3 separate regions of the Mus musculus genome follow, and regions 1 and 3 are each linked to region 2. The links are chromatin contacts, called in public Hi-C maps. All regions are on one chromosome and are shown on one strand. The core of a region is the stretch at or near the end of the contact, and the rest is flanking DNA. Distances in the headings are between cores, read along the strand shown. Region 1 overlaps Gm9947 (a long non-coding RNA gene). Region 2 holds the start of Msc (musculin). Region 3 has its middle 60 kb from the start of Gm9947.

Evidence for each region. Hi-C and Micro-C count contacts between places; a contact is called where the count stands out from the background.
Region 1: a contact with region 2 is called in a Hi-C map of muscle stem cells, with 2.3 times the contacts expected there. The contact joins the enhancer-like site here to the promoter of Msc in region 2. A contact is called at or near these places in 5 of 484 Hi-C or Micro-C datasets (the C2C12 cell line, adipose-derived mesenchymal stem cells, granulosa cells and 2 more), 3 of 115 datasets of contacts at active chromatin or transcription factors (embryonic stem cells, fibro-adipogenic progenitors and heart atrium) and 3 of 9 other capture datasets (adipose tissue, liver and pancreatic islet).
Region 3: a Hi-C map of muscle stem cells shows a contact between it and region 2, with 2.3 times the contacts expected there. The contact joins the enhancer-like site here to the promoter of Msc in region 2. A contact is called at or near these places in 2 of 484 Hi-C or Micro-C datasets (granulosa cells and muscle stem cells), 1 of 115 datasets of contacts at active chromatin or transcription factors (embryonic stem cells) and 2 of 9 other capture datasets (adipose tissue and pancreatic islet).

What each region holds. Positions count from the first base shown.
Region 1 is chr1:14,792,984-14,797,001 of GRCm38.p6, reverse strand. It overlaps Gm9947 (a long non-coding RNA gene), which reads right to left. Exons shown (of 4, transcript XR_003947744.1): 4 at 3,680-4,018. Among named protein-coding and RNA genes, the nearest start is that of Gm9947, 39 kb to the right of the region's middle. Within about 2 kb of position 1,426, at least 8 of the 459 cell types and tissues checked have an H3K27ac peak or open chromatin away from gene starts, as enhancers often do. A contact at or near this core is called in muscle stem cells, where this site is marked.
Region 2 is chr1:14,754,571-14,758,176 of GRCm38.p6, reverse strand. Msc (musculin) reads left to right here and starts at 2,211. Exons shown (of 2, transcript NM_010827.2): 1 at 2,211-2,947. The coding sequence starts at 2,429. It overlaps Gm9947 (a long non-coding RNA gene), which reads right to left and starts at 2,190. Exons shown (of 4, transcript XR_003947744.1): 1 at 1,940-2,190.
Region 3 is chr1:14,813,560-14,817,536 of GRCm38.p6, reverse strand. No RefSeq gene overlaps it. Among named protein-coding and RNA genes, the nearest start is that of Gm9947, 60 kb to the right of the region's middle. Within about 2 kb of position 1,631, at least 4 of the 459 cell types and tissues checked have an H3K27ac peak or open chromatin away from gene starts, as enhancers often do. A contact at or near this core is called in muscle stem cells, where this site is marked.

The DNA.
Region 1 (4,018 bases), core at 177-2,676, 40 kb before region 2:
CTAGAGCATATGGTTCCTGGAGTCCACATGCATGTGTGCACCTGATAGGGTGCACATAGTTAGTAGAAGGCCAAAATGTGATTTTAAATTCAGCAAACAGAATACCCTGAAAGCCTTCGTCTTATAATTCGTGGTGTAATTTTCCATTTCACAGGTTACTCCTATGTCTCAGGTTATTCTGGGTGGGGGAAAGATGTTGCAGAGAGTATTTGACTATGTTCTTTTTATTTTGGGGTCATGCAATTTCACAAGGATTTATCAGATGACTCTCAACTTGAAAACAATAGAACTTGCCAAGTTTGTGTTTTTCACTATCAGTTTTCTAAAGTGTTGTACTCTGTGGTCAGCCAAACACTCTGCTTATTTTCAGTTACTCAGCAAATGCTATGAATCTGTAAAACACAAACTCTGATGTGGAATGTCCAAAATAGTCTCTTGTTGCTCAAATAACATTGCAACTTCTGTGGTCCCTGTCACACACGGGCAGGACCTTCAAAGGTTTTTCAGTGACTGATGATTCTCTCCTATTCTTATTAGAATTCATTCATATAAATAAGCAATGATGCAAGAATGGATGCCAACATTTTAATAAGTACCACTATTTGAGATAGTAATGAAATCCCATAGCCCTTATTTTTAATGAGTCAACATGTAAATACATAAACTTTGCCTTCTGAGAATGTCCCAAGACATTAGAACTCTCGTGTTCTGAACTGGTAGCCTCTACATTTTACTAGTTTTGTTTCTTAATCTGCACACCCAAGATATGGCTCATTTGACATTAATTTCTCCTTTCAGCTCATGGTTCCCTAAACACATTTTTAACCAGTTGCATTAAGCTACCTAGAAATTTCTAAAGTGCAATAAATTGAACAGCTCTACTATAAAACATAACACTTTTAAAAAGCATCATCTCATAGTAAGAGAAATGCAAGGAGGCCAGCCACAGATGTGTCAACCAGAAATGTAAGGAATTTATTGATCTGATAGAATACCTGAGTCCTGAGATGAGGGGACATGACTCTCAAGAGTCTAGAGTACTTGGCCATGAAGGTCATAGAAGTTTGCTGACTGAGCAGACTCAGGGACACCACATTTACATATATATTCATTAATGTCCTTGGAACTCAGTCCCATTACTCATAAGCAAATTAATCAATGTGATACCTAAGATCCAATCAAACATCACAAAAAATGAGCCTTAGGACTCAGCATCTTGATCCAAACTTTAATAGTGAATGCTTGGAATATAGTTAATACAGACTCTGGCTACAGTCCAGGAAGTCTTTCCTAAAGCCCTTATGTTCCAGCCTAGCTCTTGGACTATTGAGTGTTTAAGCAAAACCAATTGTTCCCAGTAGTTAATGCCCCTGCTGTTCTTGAGTCCTTCCAAAACATTGCAGAAGGAGGATGACCCAGTTCTTTAGTTCCGCCCAGTAGTGTGGGAACAGGAGTCTCTTCACGTCTTCATGTTTCCCAACACTTAAAATATATAAATAAATAAAAGAGGAATGTGTTTAGTCCAACACTCTAAATATTCCTGGAAGATAAGCAGAAAATGAATTGAAACTGAACAGCTGCAATGCCTTCTGAGTCCTTACATTTCTAGTAATTAAGCACTAAAGGGAACTTAGCATGTGGAAGCCTTCCACATGGTCACAGAGGTCACAAAACAACTGCAGGCACACATACAAAAAATAAGAGTGATGCAAGTTTATAGAACACATGTTTTTTTTGGAACAGTTGTTAGCAGAAGGGTACTCTACTTGGCTTTTGGATTGAAGGCAGTTTTTATCTCACTTTCCTTGAACTCTGTCCATGATTTTGAACATGCACCAAAACACGGGTGGCAAAATGTTAGTGTCCTTGTCAGCTATGTCTGTCCGTATGTAGTCATGGTTTGTAGCCAAGAAATCCTTAAAGATATCTTTTGCTAAACTCATTTGTTTGTTTGTTTATACAAGTGCCTGGCTTAACTCTAGCCCTGGGTCAGAATATATGCACCGAAGGACCACAGTGTCCGATACTTCAGGGACATGGGAGTCTGCTTCTGTATAGGACTTTATTAATGACTTAAGATACTCTAATGATCAGCCCTTTACCTCTGCGCGCGCACACACACACACACACACACACACACACACGCATGCATGCATGAATGCGTACAGATACACACACACATACACCTTTTAAGAAGAATTTCAGGAGTTTGTAATATATCTATATTCAGGTGTCAAAACAAATCATACTCTTTCTCCTCACTTATTGTCTCCTAGAAACTATCTGGAATGATTTCTAAAGCAAACCACAAATAATTTCCTCCAGAAAGTGCGGTATGATAGATATGACATAGTTGTATGGATAAAAAAAAGGCATCAAGAAATAAAGTTCTTTGAGATGAGCAAACAGGACGCATGCACACCTTCCAGGAATGTTCTACATGGGTGAAGTCTGGTAAGAAATCAGAGCCAAGCTATGCAGAGTAATGACAACTGTGTGACTCTGCCGCCAAGTTTATAATAACAGCAATTAGAATGTTGGGCTACCAGCACCAACCACCTGTGATGGAAATTGCCATACCCTGGTGTAGAGGATAGGGGGAGATTTCTGGCTCAGCCCTCAACGTTATCCTGGTAAAATCACCAACTGCTATATTCTTCTCCATAGAGAAGTTTTAAAACTAAAGCCTTGATAGAGGTGGAGAGGAAGGAGATAGCTCAGCCAGCAAAGTGCTTGTGTGGGGAGCATGAGGACCTATCTGGAGCCTCAGCACCTATGTAAGGGTCAACAAACAAACAGAACTTGGTGTAGTGACACATGCTTGTAACTAGAGTAACAAAAGTCTCAAAAATTAGGGCAAATACCCAGAATAGTCCTTTTTTCTTCACAAGGATGCACACAGCTGGTGCACACATTCCCACAATAAATATTAACCAGCTATTGCAAGTAGTGACCTTCCTTTGTTCCTACTACACCCAAGCCAATGCTCCAGGGTCTGTCACCTCCAGTCCCAGAGCTGAGTTGGGTTGACAGGCTCCCAGTGACAGGGATATTTTCTCTCAAATATACCCAATAATTGGTTTGTTCTTCTGATTCATCTGATTTGCAGGAATATCTGTTTCTCCCACTTTCATGTCTCACACCAACTGCTGCTATCTCCCCTGGGACCTCCCAACCTGACTAAATCATTTGCTACAACATCTACTGAAACATAGCTTTGTTACATTGTAACTACTGCTGTGTCTTTTCATTTTTGCCATGGCTTCCCCCATCTTGCCAGTGATGTGGAAACACTTCTCCCCAAGACTATATTTAAATGTTTAAAGAGAAGATGCAAGATTCAGAGTTCAGTACAGATTTCTTTCTTTTTTCTTTTTTTCTTTTTGTCTATCCAAATGAGATGTCAGTATCATTAACATCTATAAATGTGGTTTCATCTTATTTGTATTTCAGGTAAACACATGTGTTATATGTGTGGGTTAGACTGTGGTGTGAACTTTAATCTTCTAAATGCACAATAATTATTCTAGACATAAAAATATGGATACAGCATGATGTGATAAGTGCCACTGCTCAGTCAAAGGAATAAAACTTTTCTCTGAAAGTTTCATTTTTTTCTCATGATTCACACCTTTAAATTTAAAAAAAACTAGTTTGCAATGAATTTAAAAAGAAATTATGACATTGTACATTTTTATTTTATTTTGAGATTGATCTTTACAATTTTACTTCCATTAAAAACAAAAGATGCTCCCAGACTCTTGGCCAGCTGTGTTTTATCTGGACAGATTTCCAGTCATTTCACATTGACATCACCCAAACCGGAAATTATCAACTGCCCAGCCAATCACCTTCACACATGGGTTTTCTTGTTTCCCATTCTACATCGGCTCTGTGGCTTCCCCAGATCACCCGTGCTGCTGTTCCAGCAGAGACTGCTCTGTCTTTGCAGCACACTGTAACCCTGTTGTCTCCAGATGCAGCTGTTGATTTTCAGTGTTGTTGGGAGTTTTTTGTT
Region 2 (3,606 bases), core at 962-3,461:
GCAACACAGCCCAAGCTGCAGCTGCTCACTACTATGGAACGCAGAGGTGGTCCACTCATCTCCCTCTCACATCTGAGGCCAGAAGAAGGCAAAAGGACAAAGTCACAGCCAGACTAGAAATAAAATGCTCACAAAAATGAAAGAGAAAGGAGAGTAGGATTCGTAAAGGTGTGCAGAGAGGTTTCTTTCCCAAGAGCTGGGTAGTCAGTCGGTAGTCAGTCGCAGTGAAGGGACAGGACAGAAGGGAAGCCTGGGAGGAGAGGAGAAGGAGGGTTCTCCGGAGGATACAAGGAGGAGAAAGCAGCCTTAATCCTCAGCGCTGAGGTTGGGCAGTTTGGGGAACTGTTTAGAGAAATGCCGCATACCCCCACCATTAATCTTTCCTAAGGAAAAGCTTTGTTCTGCACCTGTATAAACAACCCAGATTTTTAAAACCTATATGCCTGCCCCTAATGTGTGAGAGTATGTATTTATAGTGATAGCTTCAAGTCATCTATATGTAACACCTCTGCCTTCCATCTTTCTGCCTGCACCCCCATCTCCACCCCGCCCCCTTTTGCCTGGCCAGGCTTGCCTACAGTCAAGTTTAAGCAATCCAAAAACAAAACAAAACAAAAAAAACAAAACAAAACAAAAACAAAACAAAACCCAACTCTCTGCCAAATACAGCTGCGTTTCCCCAACCCAGAAAATCTGAGAGCAAAGGACTTTTTTACTCAAATTGTCTCACGATGAGAACCTCTCTTACCCTACCCCCAACCAAAGACAAAAGGTACAAGAAAACTTCAGGAACGGTAGCAAGTAGGGGTGGTTGTACACAATACCCCTAAGTGGGAGGTATCGCCTTGAGACAAGGTGGAGGGAAGCCTGAAGGGCCGAATCAACCCCTGCCAGCCACCTGCTATGATACTTCAGGCTCAGGGCTCAGCTATTTGTTCTGCTGTAAAGACTAGAATTTGCTAGGCAGCTTCTGCATCCGCGTATCTGCTTGACCCACTCTCATCTGGAACCTGTGAGAGGAGAAGTACAAGAAGACAACAGAGTGGAACAGAAAAGAAACTCAGCTTCCTTCTGCTCAGCCAAGGCAGTCAAACCCCAACCCTTTAAGGGCACCAATTCCTCCGTCTGGAGCACAGCGGGAGTCCCGGCTGACACCTGTCTGTTTGTTAACAAAGCCCCTCAGCTTGAGCACACTTGGCCTGCCTTCCACCTTGTTTTGTCTGCTCTGGGGTTGGGGAAGGCAAGGTGTTTTGTTGTGACTTGAAATGCAGCACAATTCTAGGGGCTGCTTGGTAGTCCTTTGGGTTTTGGTTGTTATTGGTCTTTCTTTGCTTTGCTTTTCCCCTTTCCTTTCTCTTTAATTTTGGCAAGGCAACTGTGCTGACATACTATTCTGCATCCAAGAACTTGCTCTCAAAGCGTTGGGTCTGAGTCCAAACCTTAATCACGCGGAGGAAATCTTACAACAGTGGAAAATAACATCTCTTGATGTGTAGGTTAGGAGGCTTGTGGCTACTGAAATGCTACAAACACACAGATTCCTGATCCCACTTATTTGCTCTCCCAGTGATTTTGCAAGATGGACATCATAACATGTAAGTTTCAGAAATTGCTTGAAGATGAAACAAGACAAAGTAGAAAAAAAGCGCTGCCATGTGAACTATAAAAGCGGGGGCGGAGGGGGGATGGGGGTCAAGAGATGGGTCATTGGAGCTGCTCCTTAGTTTTTGCTCTTTCTCTGTACTCGTTCTATGAAGCCTTGGATAAGCAAACACACATCTTGAGTAATGAACTTGAATGACAGGTCCCCAGGAACACACTGGGAGACAAGCCGCACTGGGCATGCTCAGATTCTTCAGTTCCCACTAAGACCAGCTGCAGGTGAAAATGGAATGAGTAGGAACAAGGTCTTTTCTTTTTGTTCCCAAATCTCACTTACCTCGCACAGATACTCTGAGGGTCAGTCGTGGGCGTAGAGGCCTAAGTCTTTGCTTTGCGCGCAAACATTCCTTGCCCCCGCCCCGCTAACCGCAGGGTTCAGGGGGGAAAAAACGATCCCCACCCCTTCCACGCCCCTGCCCCACCTCTTGTCCCCCTTTCAAGCCCCCTCTACTTTGCCGAGGGGGAGGGGGGTGGCTTTTCCCTAAGAGTACAGATAAATAGTCCTGTCAAAAGGCTCAGCTCGCGGCTGTACTTTTGGATCCGGAGTCAAGTTCAGCAGAGCCCTGGGCTACAGGGTCAGCAGCAGATCGCGCCCACTCCAGGCGCCCAGCTCACAGGGGAGCCTCAGTGCGGAGGCAAGCCCTGGTCTCTGGTCCTCCCCTGGGCTCTCCCACACCCCATCCTCTGTCAGAGAGAAGAAGCCAGAGAAAGCGAGACTGGCCGGGGAGGAGAAAGGCGCGCGCGCGTGGGCGCCGGGGAATAGGCGATGTCCACCGGCTCGGTGAGTGACCCCGAAGACTCGGAGATGAGGGGGCTGCAGAGGGTCTACCCGGCCCCGGCCTCCAAGAGGCCGCCCCTGCTCCGCATGGAGCGCGGTTACGGCTCGCCCAGCGACATTTCTTCTGCGGAAGAGGAGGACGGTGAAGAGGAGCCCGGCTCCCTGGGAGCCGCGGGAGGATGCAAGAGGAAGCGGCTCCGTGGGGCTGACGCTGGCGGCGCAGGTGGCCGCGCAGGCGGTGCGGGGAAGAAGCCGCTCCCGCCTAAGGGCTCGGCCGCAGAGTGCAAGCAGTCGCAGCGGAATGCGGCCAACGCCCGCGAACGCGCCCGGATGCGCGTGCTGAGCAAAGCCTTCTCCAGACTGAAGACCAGCCTGCCCTGGGTGCCGCCCGACACCAAGCTTTCCAAACTGGACACGCTGCGCCTGGCTTCCAGCTACATCGCGCACCTGCGCCAGCTGCTGCAGGAGGACCGCTACGAGGACAGCTATGTGCACCCTGTGAACCTGGTAGGGATGCTGCGCTCGAGGCCGGGGGACAGCAGCCCAGAGCGCTACCCGGGCCCAGGGCTGGCTCGGCCCCAGACGAAGAGCCAAGAGGGGAGGTTTCTGGAACCAGTGGTAAGGAATCTGGTTCAGTGACCTCCGAATCAAGGCAAGAGGAGCCAGCCATTTGCTGGGAGAAAATCATCCAGCCATCTGAAAATGTCCTGGTCCTTTGCCTGGCGACTGCTATCTGTTAACACCCTACTTCTGGGATAAAGTGTGGCTTCCCACTTGGGAGTATTTCTAAGTTTTTAGGCCAAGTTGGAAAAACAAAACAAACCAACCAACCAAACAAACAAAAACTCAGTTGCCCAACTTTTTCCAGACAACAACCTAGCAGGGTTGAATCGCCAGTGCTGCTTTCTTTAAAGGGGGAAGGGGGAGATTGGGAGAACCTAACTTTTTTAAATAAACGTTTGAGTGGTTTAAACAAAAGAAAACACTAATGCAACATAGTTTTCCTGGACGCGACTGTCCGGAAAGTCCCTGTCTAACCTGCCAGCTCCATGAGCTTGGGAAAGATCTCATCCAAACCTATTTAAAAAGGAATGCAGCGTGTGTGTGTGTGTGTGTGTGTGTGTGTGTGTGTGTGTGTGTGTGAGGGAGGGGGACATTAAATCACA
Region 3 (3,977 bases), core at 382-2,881, 60 kb before region 2:
ACCCTGTCTCGAACCCCCCCCCCCAATAAAAAAGAACCTAAAGAAAATGAAGGAAGGAAGGAAGCAAAATAGTTAAAAATCACTACTCTGGGAAAGCCTCATCACTCTTTTAAAACATTTCCGTTTGTTACTTTTAATTATGTATATGTGTATGTGTATTTATAGGCATGTGCACATGAATACAGGTGCTCATAAAGGCCAGCGATGTTGGGAGTTACAGGTGATGGTAAGCCACTTATTACAGTGCTAGGAATCCAGTTCAAGTTTGCTGGGAGAGAAGTATATGTTCTCAATTGCTGAGCTCCTGCTCCAGTTTCTCAATTCTTTCTTATTTTTTACTGTATGTAATTATAATGCATTTGTATTGGTTCTTTAATTTTGAGATTATAAGTGCATCATTCCCCCCCCCTTCATCCTCCATATACCACCTCCTCACTCTCTCAAATGTTTGGCAGTCCCTTTATTGTAATTGTTCATGTTTTTGCACATGAGTGCTTCCACTATTGTGGACAAACAGACACATGTATATTAAGAGACAGTGAATGGTGGTGGTAAATTCAGAGCTCTCATGAAAAAAAATTGTCTCTCTAATTTTTCCATGGTTTTATGCACTTCAGTTTTTGCCCCACAAAATCTATCTCTGTTTCTGTCTTCAGAGCCAAAGAACATATGGCCTCATTTTAGGTAATTTCTCTCATAAAATGTGTTTTAGCAAATTAAATATTCTCCTTGTTTCTAAATGAGCACAGCAAAGCACGGTGCTGGGACTGCCTAAGGCAGTGGAGTCTTAGAGTATGGAGCTAAGACTTCTAAGCTACAAGAATGAGAACCCTACATCTAGCTTAATACCTTCTGTTGTCTGCTCGTGAAGAAATAGTTTTCTGCCTTGTCAGGACCAAGGAATTCTTTTCAGTGTTCATTTCTTCCCACTGGAACCAATTTTAAAAAAAAAATTAACCAAGAACAAATGATAAAAATGAAGTCACAACTAATTTCCCCATTTTAATTTATACATTATCTCAAAATAGAGCAGCTGGTAACTGAAATAATGCTAAAGCTGATCCAATCCCACACAACTTGCTTTTTAAAAGAGTCTTTTTATCAAAGAGAATAGTGGTGTTTAACAGAGTCATTCTGGGGGCCTCTGGGGCTCTGGGAAATCACTGGTCACTAACCAGCCCTGGGAAGACACTAGGTTTCTTCTGAGAAAGCATTACCTTGTTTCCTCCTAGATCAGTCTAAATCCCTCGGCTTGGGTATAACCCCATTTCCTCTCCATCCTCAGGAGAAAGGGGAACAGCTGTGTGTTATCTTTTAACTCTTCCCCTGTGATCCTGGAGGCTGGGGCTGGCTCTAGTGTCAGTGCCCCACACTGAGAGTCAGGTCTGATGCTTTCCTAACAAAACTAGGGATTTTTATCCTGACTCCTTTTTTCCCCGGCACATTTTCCAGGTTTGCTTCATTAACTTTTTATTTTATTTCTTATGATGCAAGCAGAGATTTGGATGCAGGCAATCAGAACACGAAGAGCTTCAGTCTTGTGAAGTCTCTCACAGGATCTCTTGGATTCCCCCAGGCTGCCCCAGGCTGGCAGAGACGAAAATCTGATACCATGAGAGCTGAGACTAATATCTGTCGCTGCTTTTCCAGTTGCATTTAGTACTTCTGGAAATTCTTCCTCAGGTCACAGTCATATTCCCAGCTGGGATCAAAATCCACCATACAAAGGCTTCATATTTCTATCTAATTCATTACGCTGAAGGCTTGTGGAGCATCTGGACTCGGGATTAATGGATTCATGGGGAATCCATTTGGAACCATGAAAAGGATATTTTCTGTTGATCAATCAAATATTGTCCTATTCTGAAGACACATTTCAAGGTCTCCTCAAGTCTGCTTTTAATGTCTCATTAACACATAACAAACATATAAGCCCAAACTGCTGAAGCTAGCCTGGTCCACAGAGTAAGTTCCAGGGCCACACACAGAGAAACCTTATCTTGAAAAAGCAAAATAATAAATAAATAAATAAATAAATAAATAAATAAATAAACAAGCAAGCAAGCAAGCTAGCTAGCTATCTGAACTGACTGCCAAACCTAAGGAAATCATACAGAAAATTGCATAAATAAATTTAACTCATTTTTTCTATACTACAAGTAAACCCCAATCTATGTTTGCAAGAAAAAACAAATTGTTCTTCTATTGTGTTCTTTGTATCTCCAACTTCAAAGCATCAAGCACCAGTTACCTGGCGTTCCTAGGTTCAAGAATGAAGAAAAAATCCATTCAAATTGCAAAGTAGTAAGGAAAGTTTATTCATAAACAAAGGAACAGAACACATCAGCTTAAACTTCAGGAGAGAGGTCGAGTACAAGAGGGAAGATGGGGCCTTAATTATTATTTGGACTTTTTCTGGGGTTCAAGAAAAGAAGCTTCGTTACTAGGACATAATTTGGGGGTTCTCTATTTTAGTTAACAGCCTTAGTTTATGAAGGCTTTTCTTTGCTCTGCACATGTCACCCTGCATAGTGCATGTAATTTTAATCATACAAATGTACACACACACACATATGTATGTATATATATTTATCCAATTGTGCATGGACATAGGAGATTGTTCTTAAAAGCTCACCTGTGGCACAGTTTTAACCAATCTAGGTTTGATTTATCCATTCGTTCCTACAGTTCTTGGGTTGTGTTTCAGGATGTGTTTGAATAGAAGCACAGGGAGTTATTATCAGTGCATGCCTCAAGAGTATAACTTATTTCCATCCTTTAAACCAGGTGTAGAAGCATCCACGCAGGTGTGTCCTAAGTGGCTAGCAAGTTGCTAGGTGCATTGTTTAGAGAGGATTGTGTACATAACCCGCTGCAAGGGGAGTCATGTTGCTAAACTACTCCGTACGCTTGCTTGCCTCAGCTGCAACGGTATTTCTGATAAACATCTATAAATCTATTATATCGCTACATAATGGAACCAAGTTCTCAACCATTAATTGTTTCACTTGGCAAAGCAAAAAAAAAAAAAAAAAAAAAAAAAAAAAAAAACTACCCATGGAAGGAGTTACAGAAACAAAGTTTGGAGCTGAGATGAAAGGATGGACCATCTAGAGACTGCCATATCCAGGGATCCATCCCATAATCAGCCTCCAAATGCTGACACCAATGCATACACTAGCAAGATTTTGCTGAAAGGACCCAGATATAGCTGTCTCTTGTGAGACTATGCCAGGGCCTAGCAAACACAGAAGTGGATGCTCACAGTCAGCTATTGGATGGATCACAGGGCCCCCAATGGAGGAGCCAGAGAAAGTACCCAAGGAGCTAAAGGGATCTGCAATTCTATAGGTGGAACAACAGTATGAACTAACCAGTACCCCCCCCCAGAGCTCATGTCTCTAGCTGCATATGTATCAGAAGATGGCCTAGTTGGCCATCATTGGAAAGAGAGGCCCATTGGTCTTGCAAACTTTATATGCCTCAGTACAGGGGAATGCCAGGGCCAAGAAGTGGGAGTGGGTGGGTAGAGGAGTAGGGGGGAGGGTATGGGGGACTTTTGGGATAGCATTGGAAATGTAAATGAAGAAAATACCTAATAAAAAAAATACTAACACGAAAATAAAAGAACACCAAGATAATATCAGTTCAGGTTGCCTGAATGCCAAATTTTCAAGAAAAGATGTTTATATGTCAGGGCAGGTAATAAAAAAAAAATACATTTTTTAAAAAAGCCATTTTAAAGCATACTTTGTGTAAGTGTTCTTACTTCCCAACCTCACACTCCCAAAACCACTTTCATTCTATTTATTTATTTATTTATTTATTTATTTATCTTGCCAATTTGCATTCCCCTGTGGCTTCTGAGACTGAGCAAAGAGCTTTCTATGATCAATCTCTTGCAACTATTAGAACAAAAATTGAATGAAAAGTATTTGTGAACCTCAGAACCTAAAGGTTGGCTTTTATGATGGGCA